2 separate regions of the Mus musculus genome follow, and region 2 is linked to region 1. Evidence: chromatin contacts called from public HiChIP or PLAC-seq data. All regions are on one chromosome and are shown on one strand. The core of a region is the stretch at or near the end of the contact, and the rest is flanking DNA. Distances in the headings are between cores, read along the strand shown. Region 1 holds the start of Cxcl14 (chemokine (C-X-C motif) ligand 14). Region 2 has its middle 12 kb from the start of Gm33197.

Evidence for each region. HiChIP or PLAC-seq counts read pairs in DNA pulled down with a chosen protein or histone mark.
Region 2: a contact with region 1 is called in an H3K4me3 HiChIP or PLAC-seq map of embryonic forebrain, with 5 times the contacts expected there. The contact joins the enhancer-like site here to the promoter of Cxcl14 in region 1. A contact is called at or near these places in 10 of 484 Hi-C or Micro-C datasets (the N1E-115 cell line, adipose-derived mesenchymal stem cells, cranial neural crest and 5 more), 7 of 115 datasets of contacts at active chromatin or transcription factors (astrocytes, embryonic forebrain, embryonic hindbrain and 4 more) and 1 of 9 other capture datasets (embryonic stem cells).

Annotation. Positions count from the first base shown.
Region 1 is chr13:56,294,152-56,300,169 of GRCm38.p6, forward strand. It overlaps Cxcl14 (chemokine (C-X-C motif) ligand 14), which reads right to left and starts at 2,400. Exons shown (of 4, transcript NM_019568.2): 1 at 1,959-2,400; 2 at 1,675-1,780. The coding sequence starts at 2,022.
Region 2 is chr13:57,255,912-57,261,453 of GRCm38.p6, forward strand. No RefSeq gene overlaps it. Among named protein-coding and RNA genes, the nearest start is that of Gm33197, 12 kb to the left of the region's middle. Within about 2 kb of position 4,195, at least 10 of the 459 cell types and tissues checked have an H3K27ac peak or open chromatin away from gene starts, as enhancers often do.

The sequences.
Region 1 (6,018 bases), core at 1,150-3,649:
AATAACCTGGACTTGAGCTGGCAAGATGGCTCAGTAGGTAAGCGTCCTTGCCACCAAGCTTGGAGCTGTGTTTGATTCCTGGGCCACCTTCTGCAAGTTGTCCTCTGATCACACATGGGTCATGGCATGCCTACTCCCTCCCCAATTATAAGTGTGCGTGTACACACGCTCGCGCGCGCGCGCACACACACACACACACACACACACACACACACATTTTAAAAAAGGAATCTGGGCTTTCCCATGCCCTGATTGCAAGGACTTGTACTCAAAACACACACTGATTCCCCCTGCCCCCAGCAGAGATCTCTGGATGCCTCAGAGTGAACTGGAAATCTTGCCTTCAGCCTTTGTGGCTGAAAACCTATTTTGGCAAAAAGTAAGGGTCCCTTGTCTGATAGATGGGAAGAGGAACCTCTGGTCTGTTAAAAGATAGGGTGGGAAGGGAGGCCTAAGGAAGGTGGTCTCAGGTGGCCCCTGGAAGGTTCCCCAAGGCTACAGGAAGCCTTCTTTGCCTGGAATTTCCCCTCTCTACACAGAGAAGTTTAGTCAAGGAAAGCCTGCCTGGGGACGATCCTCTTCTTTTTGAGTTGCTGATGCTATTTTTTTTCTCCCGCAAGGTCTCTCAAAAACAATTTGCAATCTTTTCTGACATTTTGGACCCCCTAACTAGAAATTCTATTGTTCTTGTGACTCTTGCTGGGAGCATTTTAACCCTGAGCCAGCCCACACGGAAAAGGGTAGTTTTCCCTTCTCTGACAAGGGCAGGGGAAAGGATGTTAATTGTGAAGCTCATGACTCGGGTCAGCTCAGGCCCTGTGGCTCTCTGAGTTCCCTGAGCTTCAGCGGATGGAGGTGGTGAGGTGCCGGGTGGGGGGTGTGCCCTTCCTTCACAGACGCTGCGTGAAGGCCTTTGGGCAAGCAAGGGCAGCCGGTGGAAGGCACTTGCCCAGACCGAGAATAAAGTGTGTCCTGTTTCTGGGGGAGGGGAAGAGGGGCCAATGGTCCATGGCAAATATTTGGGAGCTGTTTTGCCAAGGGCTGCCTTCCTGGCCAAGAGTGTATTGATGGGAAAACGGCAGCGCTGGCTTCAAGTAGTTAATTGGGAAGGCTGAGGCGCAAGGAAACTCAGTGTTCTCTCTCTGCCCCAGTTTTTAAGACTTTGCCGGCATCCCCACTAAGCAGGCTGCGGTGGTGGCATGGCACATTAACCCCAGCAGAGCCCTTTCTCCAACATTGTTCAGATGCACGGACCCACAAGGCAGAAGAGACAGGAGCATTCTCACATTGAAAGCCCTGGGAGCCCCAAAGTGTCCACCCGTGGGGCGCTGAAAGGAAAAGTTAACTTCTCTCTTCAGTAAGAGGAAGGCAGCCCAGCCGGCCCAACAGGCCGGGTGCGTGTCCCGAGTGGATCTGGTGAAGATGGATGTTCTAAGCGGGCGCACCAGAACCACTAACTAGCCTACAATAAACCTCGCCTGCCACTTTGAATCCTAACAAGGACAGGCTCAGAGGGACCGGCCAAAGACACCCTCATCCCCTTTCCGCAGACTCTCAGGCAATGTCCCCAGGACTTGCCAGTCGGTCTTGTCAAAGGCAGAGAGAAAGGCTGTTATCAGTCCGATCTAACCCTAGGTTGGGCTCCTCCACAGGATATGCTACCCCAGAACTCACATAACCATCTTCTCCTCGCAGTGTGGGTACTTTGGCTTCATTTCCAGCTTCTTCACGTCGCTGTAGCGGATCTTGGGCCCCTTCCGGGAACACTTACACTTGGACCCTGCGGAAGAGCGCGGCCGGGCTGCTGAGTCGCCGCCGTACAGGTCTCCGCGACCGCCCAAGGTGTCCGCCCGGGATCCACCCCCCCACCCCCCGCCCCGGGTTCCAGGATGCCTAGGTGGTGCTTGGGGTCCCTAGGACGGGGCAGGACCGCGACAGAGGGCCCTCGCGGCACTCACCGTCCACGCGCGAGGCGCACAGCGCCAGGAGCAGCAGGAGCAGCGCGGCCGCCAGGAGCCTCATGCTGGCCGGAGGGGCGCGGTGGGGAGCAGGGAGGCAAGGAGGGCGCCGGCCTGTGCGTGCGGCGGCCGGGGGATGCCGCCCGGCTTGGTTCTCGGTTTCAAGCACGCCTCTCTCTGCTCTGCTCGGCTCGCTCCAGCTACGCCCGTCGATGGGTGCTCCTGCCGTCTGTCGCGGTGCCGCGCTGCGCTTGGCGCTGGGTGCTGCGATCTCCCCACAGCTTCCCTCCGCCCACCCTGGCCTCTTTTAAATTCGCTCCTGCCCTCTCGGAGAGCGAGCTCATTAATATGCAGAACCACTCGGTGACTCACTGAGATTTCTCAATGTGGTGGGGGGAGGAGATCTCCCAGACCGCCCTGCCGCCCGCCCCGGACCCATCGCGATCCCAGCGGCGCACACTCGGAGCCACGCGCGCACACACGGACACACTCACATCCGCTACCCTCTCGCTCCACAGCACGCCCGCCTTTACGCTTGCACACCCATACCTCAGTGCCTTGGAAGAAGGTCAGGCGGGAGCACGGCCTGCTGAAGGGTGCTGCTTTTCTGTTTCCTGTGGACACTTCTCAGAACACACAGGTTTACTGTCCGAAGCCACCGAGAGACCCAGGCTTGGCTCAAATCCTAGAGTTTTCAAGCAGGTGCCAAGTGAGAATGCCAGCAGGCCCGCCCCCTGCGGTGTTGGGCTCTATTGTGCTTGCTGGGCTCGTGGTCCAAGCTCAAGGCCAGGTGGGATTAGGGGCTCATCACAGGTTAAGTCTTTGATCAAGTCACTGCTTCGCAGACTGGGGGGTGACAAGTGGTGAGGGCTAAGCAACTCCTAGGAGGGGTCTATAGTATGATGTTCATGTGTGACTATCTAGGGGCTGTGAAGAAACCGGGGTACTTGTCATATACATTCATAAGAATCTGTAGGGCCAGGTAGAGCTCAGTAGGCAGCTATGACCATGGTAACAGGAGGGAGGCCGCCCCACCTTGTGAACATTGCACCAGACGGTGGTGGATGTAATTCCACCCTACCCCTCTATTCGCCAGCACACGGCTCTCCATTAAACGGCTTCCGTTTACTCTCTGTAAACCTGTGGGTTGTCATAGTGCCCATCCAAGGCACCTGTGAGAAGGACATACGATCATACAGAGCAGTTGTCAGGATGCAGGACACCATGCTCAGACGATGGTACTTAGGGGCATCATTTTGTGTATATATTTTATTCGTCACTTTGACTGGGGCAACTTCCCTCAAATTGGTACTTTTAAGTTGTTCATTCGCCAGGGCAGAAACAGGCACAGTGAGGAAGAAACATCTCACCCAAGGTTTTAGAACCAGGAAGCAGGTGACTAAGCCAGGAGGGCCTATGGATATGTGACTGCAGAGTAGGACCACTCTACTGTCTTCAAGCCCCTGCATTCTGGTGAAGTGCTGCTTTGACCCAGTGACAGGGTCCAGGTATCTTAGGCTCACAGAGGGCTAGCCTTGGCTCCCAGACTATGGTTTGCACCTTGCTGTGTTGTTAGCCTGGAAGCTCCTAGGGGTGCGAGTACCCAGAGGGGCTTCTGGGTGGGTGGGGGAGTGGTAGTTGGCTAACTGCAGAATCTGTACTTTCTCTTTTCTTCTCTTCTGTGTGCCTCTAGGGGAAGCTGTGCTTAAAGAGCAAGCAGAACCCACACCCGCCATTTCACCTGTCCTTAAAGTCACAATGGCATTGGGACACTGGGCTCAGCAGAGGGAATGCAAGATAATTTTTGCCATTTATTACACTAAAAGATTAAAATTTGGGCTAGACCCAGGTTTAATTCCCAGCCCCGACAATTGTCTGTAATTCCAGTTCCTGGGGATCTGACACCCTCACACAGACATACCTGCAGGCAGAACACCAATTTATACACAATAAAAGTACATATATTTTTAAAAAGATTAAAAATTGTTTCATGTATAGCAGCATGGGTTTATTTCAGAAATATAAGAAAACTGGCAGTTTTATCCACTCAGAGGTCTGCACCAAGATGAAAACAGCACCACCTTTGGAGCTTGAATGCATGCGCACAGCTAAGAGCCCCTGTACGTCTGGTGTGATGATCTGCCTGTTGTAGCATTCTTCATGTCTCTTTAAAAAAATGATGTTATTCAAAACCAAGAAGTCTGTGTCTGACATCAGTTGATCTGCATGTGACTTTGAGCAAATGACTCTTATGCCTTAGTCGTCCTCTTCTGTGAGAGGGGATGATAATGGTACTTCCAGCACAGCGAGGAAGAAAGTCTAACAATGGCTGTCTCCCAATGGAAAGCCCGAGAAGCCAATCGCTGTTCAGTCTGTGAGGCTGGATGTCTCAGCTAATCTTTAGTACTCATCAGAATCCCAAAGAAGGCTCTAATACCTGCCTCAGCAGCAGGTTATAACTTGGCCGTGAGAAAAGCAGGCCGAAGGCAAAAGCGCCTTTCTTCCATGTCTTTTATGTAGGCTGCCATGAGAGGGCGTGGCCCAGATTTAGGCCGGGTCTTCTGACCCCAAATGATCTGGATTTAAGATGTGTCTTCCTACCGCAAATGATCCAATTAACTAAAAAATCACTCACAGCTATTCCTAGCTGTTTGGGTTTTTAATTAATTCCAGATGTAGTCAAGTTGACAACGGAGAATAGCCATCACAGGGAGGAAACTACACCTGAGAATTTGGTTACCTTTTTCTTTTTACACTCGCTGAGCACCGGCTATGGGCCAGGCTCAGTGCAGGCACTGGGGACTTACCTGTTCCCAGGAGAGGGTCTAAGCGCCCACCACAATTGTGAGATAACTGTGTAAATTCCTCAGAGGTAGACACCACAAAGAAGCTAGTACCGTGTGTGTGATGTGATTCTGGGCAGAAGTAGGGAAGCCTTTCCAGATGAAGCGATCACCAGCTGGGCTGGCTGCGGAGGATAAGATGGCCGACGGGAAGAAGGCCATTCCTACCTCAGAGCCCTGGCTGAGTGCCCAACAGTGACTATTCTCTATGGCCAGCCATCATCCTTCCCCCTGCCTTGGAGACCCTGCCTTGCCTTATCTCTCCGGCTGCAGTGTTCCCAGCTGGGGATCTACGCCCTCCTGCCCTCACCCTCCTCATCCTCCCTGCTCATGTCCACCCCTCAGACTCAAGCACTCCAAGTTCTCTGGCAGCCCAGTTGCAGTTGCTCTCTGTGCCATGACCATTTTTAGGCACAGCGCTCGCTACCATGGCAGACAGCGTTGCTTTCATGTTCGTTGTGGGTGTACTGTAGGGGAACTTCTCAGCCACCTACATCTTCAGTGAGCCTCTGAGGTGGTTTGAATGAAAATATCCCCCACAGACTCAGGTGTTTGAGTACTCGGTCCCCAGTTGGTGGCGCTGTTTGCATAGGTTTAGGGGGGTGTGGCTTTGCTGGAGGAAGCGCATCACTGGGTGGGGGGTGGGGGAGTCGGGCTTTGAGGTTGCAAAAACCTCAGGTTTATTTCCAGGGGCAGCTTTCTGCTCTGTGCTTGTGGTGCGAGATCTGAGTTCTCTGCTTCTGCTGTTGAGATTGTTGCTTGCTGCGGTGTCTCAGCTACGCTGGACCCTCATCTCTCTGGATCCTTAAGGCAAGTAAAAGCCCTTCCTTGTCTAAGTTGTCTTGGCCTTGGTGTCTTATCACAATTGAAAAGTAGATAATGCAGCCTCATTCTGTCTCTATCGGGTAGATAGGAGCATACTTCAGACAGTAGGTAAGGTGCCGAGAACATTGCTGAGCCTAGGCTGTACAGTTAGAGGCTATGCATGAGAATGTGTGCGCACTCGCATGCACTGGAGCAGAGAAGGGGGTGTTTGTGGTAGACGAAGGTCTGGGGAAAGCCCGTTTTGTCTCCAGCATTTGTTTCAAAACAGCAGTGGCTGGGAGGAAGAATGGTTAGCTTTCCTGGAGGTCGTAGCTCTCTACCCAGGTGTCACTGCTTAGTTTGCTGGGAGGTGGGGCTTGGCCACGGCTACCTTCCAACCCTTTAAACTAGAA
Region 2 (5,542 bases), core at 2,945-5,444, 960 kb after region 1:
GCTTCCAGCATCTTCTGCGCCACCTCCGTCCTAGACACAAAACACAAATCAGATCTCAGCACATCGATAAAAACTTTCAGTGGCTCTTACTGCTTCCTAGCCTAAACGCTGAACTACTTAACTCAAGTTGGGATCTTCTTAGCAGCCTGGCCCCCACACTCCAGGCACGGAGCCAGGTGCTGCCGACGTAGCACCAAACAGAACAGAGTAGGTGGTAACAAATCTCTGTCGCACCACCACGGAGAGAAATAGAAACTGTCCTGAGCAGATAAGGAGGGGAGAGAGAGGAGCTGGGCTGAGAGAGGCCTCCATATCAAGATGACTTTCAGTAGACATGAAGGATTTTAAGACGGTGTATTAGTCAGCGTTCTCTAGAGCCACAGAACTTATGGATAGTCTCTATATAGTAAAAGAATTTATTGATGACTTACAGTCGGCAGCCCAATTCCCAACAATGGTTCAGTTGCAGCTGTGAATGGAAGTCCAAGGATCTAGCAGTTACTCAGTCTCACACAGCAAGCAGGTGAAGGAGCAAGAGCCAGACTCCTTTCTTCCAATGTCCTTATATTGTCTCCAGCAGAGGGTGTAGCCAGATTAAAGATGTGTTCCACCACACCTTTAGTCCCAGATGACCTTGAACTCGGAGATTTAATCTTCTGGAATCCATAGCCACTATGGCTCAAGATCTCCATACCAAGATCCAGATCAGAATCTTCTATCTCCAAGCCTCCAGATAAGGGTCACTGGTGAGCCTTCCAATTCTGGATTGTAGTTCATTCCAAATGTAGTCAAGTTGACAACCAGGAATAGCCACTACAGATGGGAAGATACATGGAGTGTGTGTGCCGGAGGGGGTGGCCAGGAGAGGCCCAAGGGCAAAGGCCTTGAGGGGAGAGGGTACACAATGAGTTAGCAGAGAGAGACACTTCTGCAGCAAAGTGGGAGGAACCGATATGGAGGGGAGTCCAAGTGAGTGAAGTTCTCCAGACCACAAGAGGCATGGTAGCTGTACTCAGAAGGAGGTGGGGACCCTCAGAGCCACAAGATACATGATAACTGTACTAGGAAGGAGGTGGGACCTTCGGGGTCACAAGATGTATGGTAGCTGTACTGGGAAGGAGGTGGGACCTTTGGGGTCACAAGATGTATGATAAGTGTCCTCAGGAGGAGGCAGGGACCCCCAGAGTTTGAGCAGCACAGCACCATGAGCCTGCCTGTTTCTACAGGGAAAGAGGATGGAGCTGGGTTTGGGGTAGGGTGGCCACCATGTAAGTGGGGAAGGTGGTCTGACCAGAGGACAGTAGAGCTGACTGGACCTTCTAAAGACTGGCTGTAGATCACAGGAGCCTGTCAGCTAACTGCAAGGCTGCCCCTGTCCCAGCAGTAAGAAAATGGAGTTTCCCAGACATGAAGACAGCCGTGGGGCAGGTTTTGTGATGAGATCTTTGTAGCTTGGATATGTCAATTTCAAATTTTCATCTCCTGCCACACACACACACACACACACACACACACACAGTTTATCCATCAGTTGCCTTAAAAGTGATCTTGTCTTACTACCCCAGGCCCTTTGCACATGCTGTATCCCCTCGCACACAGAACTGGGTTTTAACCAGATGAAAAGCCTCCAGGCACCTTCCTTCTGGTCCTAATGTGATGGTCAATTCCTCTCATGTTAGAAATAGTTTGACATCACATCTTGTTTTTAATAATGCTTATTGCCACCCATCACTGAAAGTTTGTCAGCTGGTAAGAGTTGAGATTCTGTCTTTTGAGCTGCCTGGTACCAGCTTGGAGCCTGGCATGTAGTACACACTCAGTAAACATTTGTTAAAGTAACTTAACAATGAATAGGAGTTATGTCTTTGTACCCCAGTAGCTCCCTGCCAGGACAGGATGTCTCTAATGGCTAGTCAGGTGAAAGGAAGCAAGCACAGGTAAGGGCCACCGAGCACCTGTGGGGTGGCTGGGATTGGTGTTGGAGCAGAGACAGGATATGGCAGGGAGAGCCATGCAGGATCAATTAAGCAGAAGTGAGCAGAGGAGAGGGCTGTGCTTAGCAGGATGAGGAAGGGGCAGAGGTGAGCCTTGGAGGAAGGAGCAGAGGCAGAGGGGTGCAGGCCCAGGCCAGGGTGGCTTCCTTCTCTGACACAGAGCTTACCGGGCACAGGGCAGGAACACTGCAATAGCTCCTTCTTGGAGCTGGAGATAGAGCCACTGTAGTCTTAAATCAGTGCTCATTGCAGTTGTCAATCAAAGGCTGCTTCCCTGTGTGACTTTCCAGAGAAAAGAAACCTCGCTGATCCAGCCATCAGGGCCACACCTGGTGTTTTCTAAGGCCTGCTTGAGGTCCTCAAATCCTGCAAATCCTGTCAAAGCTTCTGGTAACGCTGACCAGTCAGGCGATTTTTGAACACAGTGGGAAGATTGGCCCTTCCCCACCTCTAGTCGAGTTTAGGCTTCAGGAACTAGAAGAATATCAGTGTACTCTCCCTACATCAATCTTTACTCCCTGACCAAGTCTAGAAGTTTTTCTGAGGTTACCAGTAGTGACATTTCTGTACGATGATTAACGTTTTCCTGGAGAGATAACCACAAACTGAGGCAAGCGTAGAGAATAGGTTTATAGCGTAGGACTCCACTTGGTATGGGCTGTGTACCAAACCCTTTGAATAACACACTTGGCAGCTAGAGATCCTTTCCTCTACTTACTATGCACACATACCCCCTCCAAACAACACACCTAGCTACCTGTTGGTACCTAGGGCCACCTCTTGCATTGAGCCACCTGCATACCACACTGGAGAACACAGTAGAGTTCTCTTCCCCTTACCAACCACCAAACAGATGAGTCTGTTCATTTGTACTCAGATAATACCAGGTACAAGAGTGAAAAGGACAAACAAATTGAACTGGTTTGGGGTCTATATAAGGCAAACTGTGCCTTCAAACTTCTAGAAAGGGTTCCCTACTTATCATCTTATGCTTCTGAATAATTGATCATGCATATAAAATAGATGCATTATGGGAAGAGACATGTAGAGTGAAAAAATGGTTATATAACCTGTCAATCAAAAAAAAAACCCCCCACCCAAATCTTAACTTTAAATGATAACTTTAGCAATGAGCTCTCCTTTCCTCAGTCCCCATTTGAAACAGCTCCAATCAATATCCTGGGCCCTCAAGTGTAGTCAGTCTCCTGGTTTCTGTAGATCGTAACACTGTATCCCCCTAATCTGTACTGTTGTTTTTCTGTGATTAGAATATTCTTGCTACTTTGTAATCAGTGCAGTCTACTCTTATTTAAAAAGACAGGAGAACTGGAAACCTCAGGCCTAGTGTTGTTGGGAACAAAGGTCCTCTTCACCCCAGATAAAGCACGGATGAAGCCGGACCAGAGCAGTGAACCATTGCACCCCAGTCTAGATTTGTGGGCCAGCTTGCTTGGGTTACTCACAGAAGCATGGGTGATAGGCAGATGCCTCACTGGAAACCCCAGAGGAGTATGGGTAGCAATTCTGGAAAGCTACATCATTGGCATCTCTGATGCACCTTGCAGGAGATCCCACCGCACCCACCCCACGCCCAGCCTTTGTTAACTGTTTACATAAGGTCAGTGAGAGGCCTCGTGACTTTCTGGTGAGTCTCCCGAAACTCCTCAGTCCCTCCAAGAAGAAAGCCGCAGCTCCCTTTATCACCAAGGGAGGCAGACAGCTGTCAGCTCAGAGCAGGGATGGACCAGAACCTGAAGATGCTAGGAGGGGGGCGGGGCATCATGGGACAGGCCTGTCTGTCAGGCTTCCTTGGAGCTGTGGGGGCGATTAGATGCTTGTGGAGCCAAGCTTGATTAGACCAATGGATTCCTTGGCTGTGGGACGTTTTTCTTAAACTCCCACCACCCTAAACCATGTGGCATGGGATTCCTTTTCTATTATTCTAGCTAGGATGTGTGCAGGATTGTATGCGTATAGAAAAGGCTTTTCCTTCATTAGCAGCAGTGGAACTTTCCAGGCCTCTCTGAGGTGATTAGAGGCATATCCACAAGCGTGGAGACTTTAGAAAGCTTGACTCTGGGTAGCATCTTTTCCTGCTTGCTCAGCCTTGGGAACCTGGAGAATAGCTTTATCCTGGGTCATCTACCCTGGCTGATGTGAATTTCCTGCCTAGCCTCAGTTCCAGTTTGGTCCTTTACTGCCCTCTGGCGGCCAACTGGGTTCATTGCCTGTGGATTTGATGCTTCCCTTTCCCCTTGAGTGACAGACACTCAGATGGATGGCTACAGTGTTGCATCAGGGAGAGTCCACGATGGTTTATGCACAAAGAACACATCGCCCCCCACCCCCACCCCAGCAAATGTCTGGAACTTCGATAGGACTATATACCCTCGTATCCTGTGCTTTTCCCTGATACACACATTACTCTGGCAATGATACAGTCTAGGGCTCTTGATTAAGTTTGTTTTCCCTACCAACCAGTTAAGGAATCAAAAGGCAGAACAATCTCAGGCAGCTCAGGTAGCAGTGGCGAGATCTCAGACACCTCAGACAGGGACAGGCAGATCAGCAGCTGAAGAGGCATGGGGGGAGGGGGGGCGTGGGAGGGCTGTGTGAGAGAGATGAAACACACATGTACAGCAGACAAGCAGAGAAAAAGATCCTTTGCAAAGCAGAGGGGACTCGGAAAGCTGGAAATCCACTGGGGGTTTTAAAGTCTCTGGTTCTCCCCTAACTTAAGTCGGCTGCCTAGAAGGAGGGGTGATTGACTGGGTGGTCTGCAGTTGCTGTGTAACCTGTCCTTGATCTCGTCAATCCAGTTCACCATGGATGGGGGGGCTGCTTGGGGGGGGGGCAAAACCTTTCTACAAGACCTTTGTTTTAAGCTGCCAGGCTTTTGTCTCAAGTCAAGAGGGTGAGGAAGGAAGAGGTGGTCATCTTAGTAAGTCACCTTTATTACTTAGCAATGGCTACTCTCCCTATCTGTCTACCTACCAGGGTTTCTATCTAATTCCTGGTCTCTCAATAGTTTATACATTAGGCACCGTAAGAGAGTAACAACACCAATCTTTTTTGTTGGTTTGTTTGTTTGTTTTGGGGGGGGGTTGTTTTTTTTTGTTTGTTTGTTTGGTTGGTATTTTTTTTTTTTTTTGAGACAGGGTTTCTCTGTGTAGCCCTGGCTGTCCTGGAACTCACTCTGTAGACTATGCTGGCCTCGAACTCAGAAATCCGCCTGACTCTGCCTCTCAGGGCTGGGATTAAAGGCGTGTGCCACCACGCCCGGCTTTTTAAAAATTTATTTTATGTATGTGAGTATACAGTTGCTCTCTTCAGACATACCAGAAGAGGGCATTGGATCCTATTACAGATGGTTGTGAGCCACCATGTGGTTGCTGGGAACTGAACTCAGGACCTCTGGAAGAGCAGTCTCTGGAAGTGCTTTTAACCACTGAGCCATCTCTCCAGCACAACACTAATCCTTGACAAAACAGAACAATGTTTACAACATACCCAAAGTATGGCAGTAGACTTGACACCTAAGACAGCTG